Regions from separate parts of the Mus musculus genome. Here regions 1 and 2 are each linked to region 3. The links are chromatin contacts, called in public promoter capture Hi-C maps. All regions are on one chromosome and are shown on one strand. The core of a region is the stretch at or near the end of the contact, and the rest is flanking DNA. Distances in the headings are between cores, read along the strand shown. Region 1 has its middle 21 kb from the start of 4930471G24Rik. Region 2 holds the start of Ninj1 (ninjurin 1). Region 3 holds the start of Id4 (inhibitor of DNA binding 4).

What was found. Promoter capture Hi-C pulls out the DNA fragments that hold promoters and counts their contacts.
Region 1: a promoter capture Hi-C map of second pharyngeal arch cranial neural crest shows a contact between it and region 3. The contact joins the enhancer-like site here to the promoter of Id4 in region 3. A contact is called at or near these places in 6 of 39 promoter capture datasets (the C10 cell line, the HPC-7 cell line, cranial neural crest and 3 more), 1 of 484 Hi-C or Micro-C datasets (stem cell-derived neural stem cells), 14 of 115 datasets of contacts at active chromatin or transcription factors (astrocytes, cardiomyocytes, craniofacial prominence and 10 more) and 1 of 9 other capture datasets (adipose tissue).
Region 2: a promoter capture Hi-C map of stem cell-derived epiblast-like cells shows a contact between it and region 3, with 3 times the contacts expected there. The contact joins the promoter of Ninj1 here to the promoter of Id4 in region 3. A contact is called at or near these places in 2 of 39 promoter capture datasets (liver and stem cell-derived epiblast-like cells) and 1 of 484 Hi-C or Micro-C datasets (liver).

The regions. Positions count from the first base shown.
Region 1 is chr13:47,687,052-47,689,751 of GRCm38.p6, reverse strand. No RefSeq gene overlaps it. Among named protein-coding and RNA genes, the nearest start is that of 4930471G24Rik, 21 kb to the right of the region's middle. Within about 2 kb of position 1,406, at least 1 of the 459 cell types and tissues checked has an H3K27ac peak or open chromatin away from gene starts, as enhancers often do. A contact at or near this core is called in second pharyngeal arch cranial neural crest, where this site is marked.
Region 2 is chr13:49,186,100-49,188,799 of GRCm38.p6, reverse strand. Ninj1 (ninjurin 1) reads right to left here and starts at 1,271. Exons shown (of 4, transcript NM_013610.3): 1 at 1,163-1,271. The coding sequence starts at 1,237.
Region 3 is chr13:48,259,843-48,262,542 of GRCm38.p6, reverse strand. It overlaps Id4 (inhibitor of DNA binding 4), which reads right to left and starts at 1,427. Exons shown (of 3, transcript NM_031166.3): 1 at 605-1,427; 2 at 196-258. The coding sequence starts at 1,045. The coding sequence ends at 214. A330033J07Rik (RIKEN cDNA A330033J07 gene) reads left to right here. Exons shown (of 3, transcript NR_102303.1): 1 at 1-623.

The DNA.
Region 1 (2,700 bases), core at 157-2,656, 570 kb after region 3:
GTGGAGTAACCCTCTGAAACTCTAAGCAAGCCCTAATTAATTGCTTTTTAAATAAGAGTTCCCTTGGTTATGGTGTCTCTTCACAGCAAGAGGACAGCAACTAAGACACAGTCACTAAGGATATCAGTGGAGATTTCCTGACTAGAACTCAGTACCATTTAACCAAAGTCTTAAAAACAATACACCAACAATGTGACAGTCTACATAAAACATTAACACTCCAAGCAGATGAACAGGACAGCTGGTCAGTGTAGGGGACATAGACACATACTGAACACAAGCCTCTTTCTAACCTAGTACTGAAACTACACACTATTATACTTTGATGGTCTAACCCTCCCCACTCCTCCACAGAACAGAGACCTAGAGCCTTTTCTTTGGCCCCACTCATGTTCTGCTACCTCCAGTCCACGTCCTCTCTCCTGCCCTGGACCAGTAATTTTATTCTGAACAAAGGCAAAAATAAAACGTGGCCCCTATGCTCTCCTCCCAAACTCTGCTTCTTCCCTTGTCCCAGGGCACAGTGTACGAAGGAAGAAAGGAAGTGAGGCTGAAGATGCTCAAGGTAGCTTGGACACAAAATATGCAAAAAACAACAAACAAAAAAACAAAACGCTTTCTTAATTCTCTCCAAATCTTTCTGTTTCTTTAAATCACACACTGCCTTTTCTCAGCATAAATTTATACACAGCCATAGTTTCACCCTAGCACACTGTGGTTTGACCACATTCACTCCCATAACTGTCCTTTGTGTCCCCTTCCCTCCTACTAGATAGGCTCACTTCTTTTCCTGTCATATATATATGTGTGTGTGTATGTGTGTGTGTGTGTGTGCGTGTGTGTGTGTGTGTGTGTGTGTGTGTGTATGAAACAGAGCCGTAGAGGATATAAAGTGTGACATTTACCTTTCTGATTCAGGAGAATTTTACCAAATTGAATGATCTCAGCTTCCACCCAAATTTCTAAATCCTTAAAATTGGCATAATCCCATTCTTCTCTGTGGCTGAATAAAAACAATCAACTTCTTCAAAAGGCAAGTTTGAGATGAATATGAGGCATTTCCTCCTTCTTTCCCTACCTTATTCACCACATCCATATGGTCATGAGCTCCTAAGACTTTGACTGAAGCTTCAGAGTAAATTACCATGGGCCTTGCTGGATGTCTGCAACTGGAGATGGCTAGGCATTTGGAACTTGGTGTCTGAAAGTGTTCTCTTCTGATAGCTCCCAACCCAGTTACAAACATCAGAATACTCACCACGGACTCCCTCTTTCCACTCTTTATGTTCAATAAGCACTAAAGAGTGTAAAGCCAGGGGTTAAAGCTCAGCGCTCCACTTAGCTGAGATGTCATGAGCCACCACAGCCTGCTCACCAGAGAAAACAGAGGCTCAGACAAGTATGGCTGTTTGGGTTTTGTTACTTTTATCACCTTAATCAGAAGAGACAGCTAATGGCTGCGGAGTTCCCTTTGAGAGGAAACTCATTTGTGTTCAGAGTCCCATCTTAGAAAAGAGGAAAGCAGAACTGGTTTCAATTAAAAATCTAAAGACATCTATTCACCTAGCCAGACTAATTCTTTGTCTTTTTCCCTTTAAGACCATTACTTCCTAATTAACACACGAAACGACTTATCTAAGTTGGCCTGCTATTAGAAGTTGGGGAGAAAACTGATTTTTAAAATGTATCAATTTGGGGGCCTAAGGAGATGACTCAGTGGTTGGAACATGGCTACAGAAAGGGCTTGGGTTCAAACCTCTAGCACCCACATAATAACCAGGGAGGCTGGGCATGCCTGTAGTGAAAGGACAGGAGGATCAAGCTTGCTGTCAGCCTGCTGAACTCCAGGCTCACTGGAAACTCTGTCTCAAGGTAATCAGATGGATTAAGAGAGTGATAGAACAGGACACCAGACATCCTCCTACACACACACACACACACACACACACACACACACACACACACACTACATGCACACACACACACACATGCAAAGTCCACTTATTAAATCCTGACCTCCAGGTAATACAGTGCAGCTATTTTCCCTTGGTATTGTTTGAGGCAGGGTCTCAATCAGCATCCCAGGCTGACATGAACTTCCGGCAGTCCCCCTGCCTTCTTCTTGCCATATTAATGTTTAACATGTTTTGAGGGGACCACTAAGATGGCTCAGTGGGTTAAAGCATTCGCTGAGCAGTCAGCAGTCCTGGAGACCTGAGTCCAATCCCTGGAACCCACTTAAAGCTAGAAGGCAAGAACTGTCTCGGCAAAATGACGCTCTGACATTCACAGGGCTCCATGGCACCCATCTTCAAGCCAACGGATATAAGTCAACTTATATTTGAGAGTTAGGTCAAGAGAGAAACAGATAAACCCTCACCTGTCACTTGGTCTCTTATGAGTCAGGGAGTATATAACAGTTCAGGGACAGATAGCTTTGGGAGTCAGGATCATTATTATTATAATTCATCTGTTATAGAAGTTTTACCTATAGACAATGATCATATGTTTGGTGACCAACTAAACTCAGAATACTATAGTGATCTGAAGTCCACTCTGCTAAGTTTAGTTGGTCATGACTCACTGTGGCATGTGGGCAACGGGAACCCCAGGGAATCTCATGAACTAGCCATCAACATCACACTACTGGCCATCAACATCACACTATTGGCCATCAACGTCACACTATTGGCCATCAAC
Region 2 (2,700 bases), core at 22-2,521, 930 kb before region 3:
GCCCACCTGTTCCTGATTTGCATCCCTTGTCCTTAAAGGCCTAGAGATCACTGGTTCTTTATTGTAGACCCACATACAAAAGGCCCAGACAGTTGATGGGCTCCCTAAAGGAACTCAGCCCGGGGTGTCCCTGGCCCACTGCTTCCGGAGTGTTCACACATTTTGGCAGAGCCCAAGTCTCAGCTGGCACACCTGAAGTAGTCCCAGGAGACGTTGGTGTTCCCTGTTTCCACTATATGGACCTGGGCAGAAAGTCTCTGTTCTGGTTTATTTTGCACCGCAAAGACTTGTGGAAAATCCCAGCCTGGTGCAATTCCCCACCCCACTCCACCCCATCCCTGGGGGGGGGGGTCGGAAATAGAAGGAATGTCCAAAGTCAACATGTCACCGAGGGACAGAGGGCCATGCGGGGTGGTACAAGTGAAGGCTCGGCCCTGGCATGCTCAGGCCCTGCCCCGGAGGTAGACTATGAGGTGAGGGGTCAGGAAAGATGGTCCCTCGACACAGGCATCCGACCATCGCTGTGGCCTTAGCAGGCTAGGCAGAGCAAACTCGAGGCAGGTCCTTACAGTCCTAGAACTAGCACCCTGACGATCGAGAGGGTGGCGTTCTGTTTTTCATAGGCAGGTGACAGCAGCAGAGACACAGCCACGGGTTTCCCCCTTATCACTGCTGCAGACGACCGTGTGGTCACCGTGTGGTGACGTAGCTGTCTGCCTGATGCTAGCTTCCAACCAGGAGGCGGTGACTCTTCTCCCGCCCACCCCAAGGCACGCAGGAGACAGCCCGGAGGCGTTGGAAGTTGGAGGATGGTGTGGGAGGCAGGAGAGTCCCGGAGAGCGGAATGCCAGCCTTCTCCACCCGAGGAGTGGTGCCAGCCAGACGCGGGCTCTGCACAGCGGGGCGACGGCAGCAAGCTAGACCGCCCGGCGCCTCTGCCTACCTGCTGTGCTGGCCCCAGACCCGTGGGCCACCACTTGCGCTAGAGACAGGTCAAGCACGACTTTGCCCGGAAGCAGCGGCCACCACCACCCCCCGCAGTGCGGACGCCGCGCGAAACCGGGCCAGACGCCCACAGGTGCCCGCTGACGTGCCGGGCCCAGAGAGGGCGGCGCCGGCCAAGGTCACACAGCAGCCGGGGCAGGAGGTGCTGAGAGCTTACCAAGGCGTCGGGGGAACCGGGGGAGCCCGGGCGCAGGTCGCCGTTGAGCTCATACTCCTCAGTGCCCGACTCCATGGTGCGGCCGCCCGGGCCGCCCAGCACACGGCCTGAGCGCACCCGCGCCTCCGCCACGGGCTACGGCTGTGCGCCCGCCCCCGGCCCGCCCCCGGCCCGCCCCCGACACGCCCCCCGCGCGCGGCCGCCCCCGGACTCCGCCTCCACCCGGGGCGGGCCGGGGCCTAGACGCCAGCTGCTGGAATCGCGCCTGAGCAGGATAGCACTTCTCCAGCGGCCTTGATGTCCCCAATTCTCAGGCTCCTTCACGATGGCTAGGGCAAGCAGCCCAGCGCCTGTCCTCGCGATGACATCGGGGGTCCCCAGGGACCCTGTCTCAAAGTTGTTGATCAAACGGGCCCCCCTCTGAACTTTGAACATAAGCACTTGATCTGTTTAAAAGTGAGGCCAAGGGCGAGGCACATGCTGCCCCGTGCTGAGGTTTTTTCCTTGGGGAGGACACGCCCTGAGGCTGTAAGTCCCTTCAGGGTAACTCAACACAGGAAAAGGGTGTCAACGGTTACTCCAGGTTTCCACTTTAGAGCCCTCAGCTGTTCTGCCTGGAGAATAGAACATATGAGGGAGAGCCTCTTGCTCTGGGTCTAGCTTGCAGCCAGCACCCCACTGTGCAGAGCCTGCGTGTGGCTGGCACTGGTGGAGAAGGCTGGCATTCCGCTCTCCGGGACTCTCCTGCCTCCCACACCACCCTCCAAGAGAGACCAGGGACCAGAGGGAAGCACAACAGCTTTAGTGTCCAGAAGAAGCTGACATCATAGCCCTGACATCTATACTCCAAGGGTATGACGTGTTGGTTGGCTACTGCAGTTCGTGGCCCAATGGACCTTTGTGCCCCAGTACCATGTCTTTTCCTGGCCTAGGAAGCTAGATGGAGTGTGATGGGGTGCTGTCGTCCGAGGAGACACACTAGATGCAGGAGTAAAAGCCAGTTGCTGTGCCTTCTTCCTTCCCACCCTGGCCTCACTCTCAGGCCCCATGCTTTGCCTGGCCTCAGGGGTGCCACACTCCTCTCCTGGTATCTCCTAGAGTCTCAGAAGGAATAAGGACGATGAGACTCTTAGGGAGATTACAAGCTGGGGCTCAGAACTACCGTTCCTTGATGGAGTGGTTCACCTTCTCTTTATGACCCTTCTTGCCAGCTTGTGTCTTAGCATAAGGCTGGAGTTTGCTAAAGGCCAAGTGAACCTGCGGACCCTCTGTCCCCTGTCTCACATCCAGAAGGAAGAGGATTAGAAATAAGAAATGGAGCCAGCCTGGTGGTAGAGGTGGTGGCACAAGCCTTTAATCCCAGCACTTGGAGGCAGAGACAGGTGTATGTCTGAGTTCGAGGCCAGCCTGGTCTACAGAGCAAGTTCCAGAACAGCCAGAGCTACATAGAGAAACGCTGTCCCAAAAACAAAAAAGATACCTGGGCAGAAGAGATGGCTTAGTAGTTAAGAGTACCGGCTGCTTGCAGCTCTTGACCG
Region 3 (2,700 bases), core at 178-2,677:
TGATCCCCCCCCCCCGAGTTGGAAAGCTAAGTGGACTGTCTCGCTAACTGGGTGGCAGAGAGGTATGGGTGTCCCCGGGGCTTTTACGCTTCGAAATGCTAGGGGACAAAGATCGCAGCAGTGCCTGGCACCGGCAGCCCCTGGGGAGGTGCGAGCATGGTAGCCCACTAACCATTCGGGGACCTGAGCGCTCACCTGGCCATCCATCGCAGCTCAGCGGCAGAGAATGCTGTCACCCTGCTTGTTCACGGCGCCGGCCTGGAACAGCAACCCAACACCAAGGGGAAAAACGGTTAGAGTGCGCATATCACAGTGTCGCCACCACCCAGGAGACGTCCTGGAAAACTAGGCAGGCGAGCAGAGTCCCCACCCGAGCCCGAAGCTGGGGAAGCCTCCTGTGATGCAAGGGACACTCCGGAGACGCAGGGCTCCAAGTCCCAACCGCCCTCGGCTCAGGGACCAGTGGATCACCAAGCCCAGCAGGCGGCTCTCGGTGGAGACGGGAGAAGCGGCTGTCATTCCCTGAGAGGAGCAAGACCACCCGTATCTCGCCGCCCCGCCACCTTTCCCGCGATGCCCAGGGTGCCCCGCCAAGGCTTCTCACCGGGTCAGTGTTGAGCGCGGTGAGTGGGGTCCGCGGCGGCGCGACCGGACAAGCCCCGGCCGGGTGGAGAGGTGGCGCGGGCGGTGGCGGCTGTCTCAGCAAAGCAGGGTGAGTCTCCAGCGCCAGCTGCAGGTCCAGGATGTAGTCGATAACGTGCTGCAGGATCTCCACTTTGCTGACTTTCTTGTTGGGCGGGATGGTAGGCACGAGCCTCCGCAGGCGACTGTAGCAGTCGTTCATATCGCACTGCAGGCACAGCGCCGGCTCATCGGCCGCCGCCTCGGCCGCCTTGCAGCGCGCGGCCGCCGCAGCGGCGGCGGCGGCTGCCGAGCCACCCAGGCTGTGGCCGTGCTCCGCCAGGCAGCGTAGCGCCAGCTCCCCGCCGCCGCAGCCCGACGGCGCCTTGCGGCCCGAGGGGCGCACCGGGCTCACCGCCTTCATCGCGCGCTTCCTGCGCGAGAGGACCGCGACAAGCGGTAGAGCGAGCTCCGGGTCCCCGCCCGCAATTTGCTTTGCTCCCCTCTCCTGCGCGTCCGGCGCTCGCAGCACCCGGCGGCTCCGAGCTCCAGAAATCGACCGGAGAGCTGCTCGGGGTTTTGGAAAGGGTATCTCAGGTTTTTGTTTTTTTGTTTTTTTTCTTTTTTTGTGAGCGACAATCGGCCCGAAGCAAAAGACAAGAAAAATCAAAAGCCCCGGAAAATAAAAAAAGTAGCCCACCCTGGTCCCTGAGCCGTTCCCTTCTGAGCTTCGACTAAGGTGGATCGCCCGGTGACTGCCCCCCCTCAAAGTAACGACTTCCAACCGCGCCTCCCAGCTCAACAGCGTCGCTCGGCTCCGGCACAGCAGTATTTGTAGAGCCGCGCGCCTTGGGGGCGGGGCCAGCGCGCGGGCCGGGTCGCCACAAGAACCGGACGCGGGCGAGCTCGGCGCGCGGGCGGCGGCGCGGAGGGAGGTGGCGAGGGCGGGGCGCCGGGCAACCCGAGGGCGGGGATGGGCGGGGGGTCGGGAGTGACCAGCCAATCAGGAGGACAGTGCCACCTCGGGGAATGACGCTCGGGCCAATGGGAAGGGCACTCCATTCCGTCAACGCTGTGGGAGGGGTGAATCTGAGAAAATGAGAGCCGGGTGGGAGTCGGGCCAGGATGGAGAGTGCCCGAGGGAGGGGAAGAGAGAGAGAAGTTCCTACGAAGAACTAGGGGAATGTGCTGGCTGGAATGCGTTCTCCATGGGCCTAAGCTGCTGAGGGACTCTGAGCCTTGTTTGTGGGTCCCCTGTCACTCTTCAAGGGGGGGAGTTCAGTCCCCAGGCCTTCAGTCCCTAAGATTCCAGTGCTTTCAGAAGGACTCGCTTTCAAGAAGCGAGTTGGTTCATTTGTCCATGTTATCCTCCTTCGGCATCACCATTCATCTTTGCACAATTGCGAAGCCCTTATAATGGAATGAAAACGGGTAGCCTTCCCGTATGTGTGTATGCATATACATGCAGGCTAAAGCTTAGTAAAAGAAAAATATAGGAAAAGAATGTCGAAAGCCGGATCCAGTGCAGGATTTCTGATGAAGGTAAATACACATAAAACAAGATCCAAGATCGTGGTGGGTTTTTCTTGGACCTATCCAGATGCAGAAGTGGGCTTAAGACATGCAATCCTTTGCGGGTGTTAAATTAGAGCATGCAGAAATAAAAAATGCACGGACACGAAGTGTTTAAAATTCCACCATGACATATAATATTAATCTGATTTATGTAAAATTCATACCTGTAACTTAATTTAAGCCATTAATGCACAGCTTCATATATTTCAGCGCACTTCGATTTGAATAAGGAAATAAGAATAGTCCAGAGGCTTCCCTGTAGAGCTACGAAATATTAGCATTCACATCTCCAGGGTCCTGCTTAGGCCCCACCCTGCTACAAGGCCTGTTTCTTTAAGGGTGTTGTGTGTGTGTGTGTGTGTGTGTGGCTTTTTAGCAGAAAAACAGTCCTTCAAGGGTTCAAAATAAGTGTTGCTTGTGTGTCCTCTTCAAGAAAAAACAACCAAGCTCTTCAGATGGCAAATGAGCATAAAGCTCACAGCTCATGGGAAATGAATTTCGAGT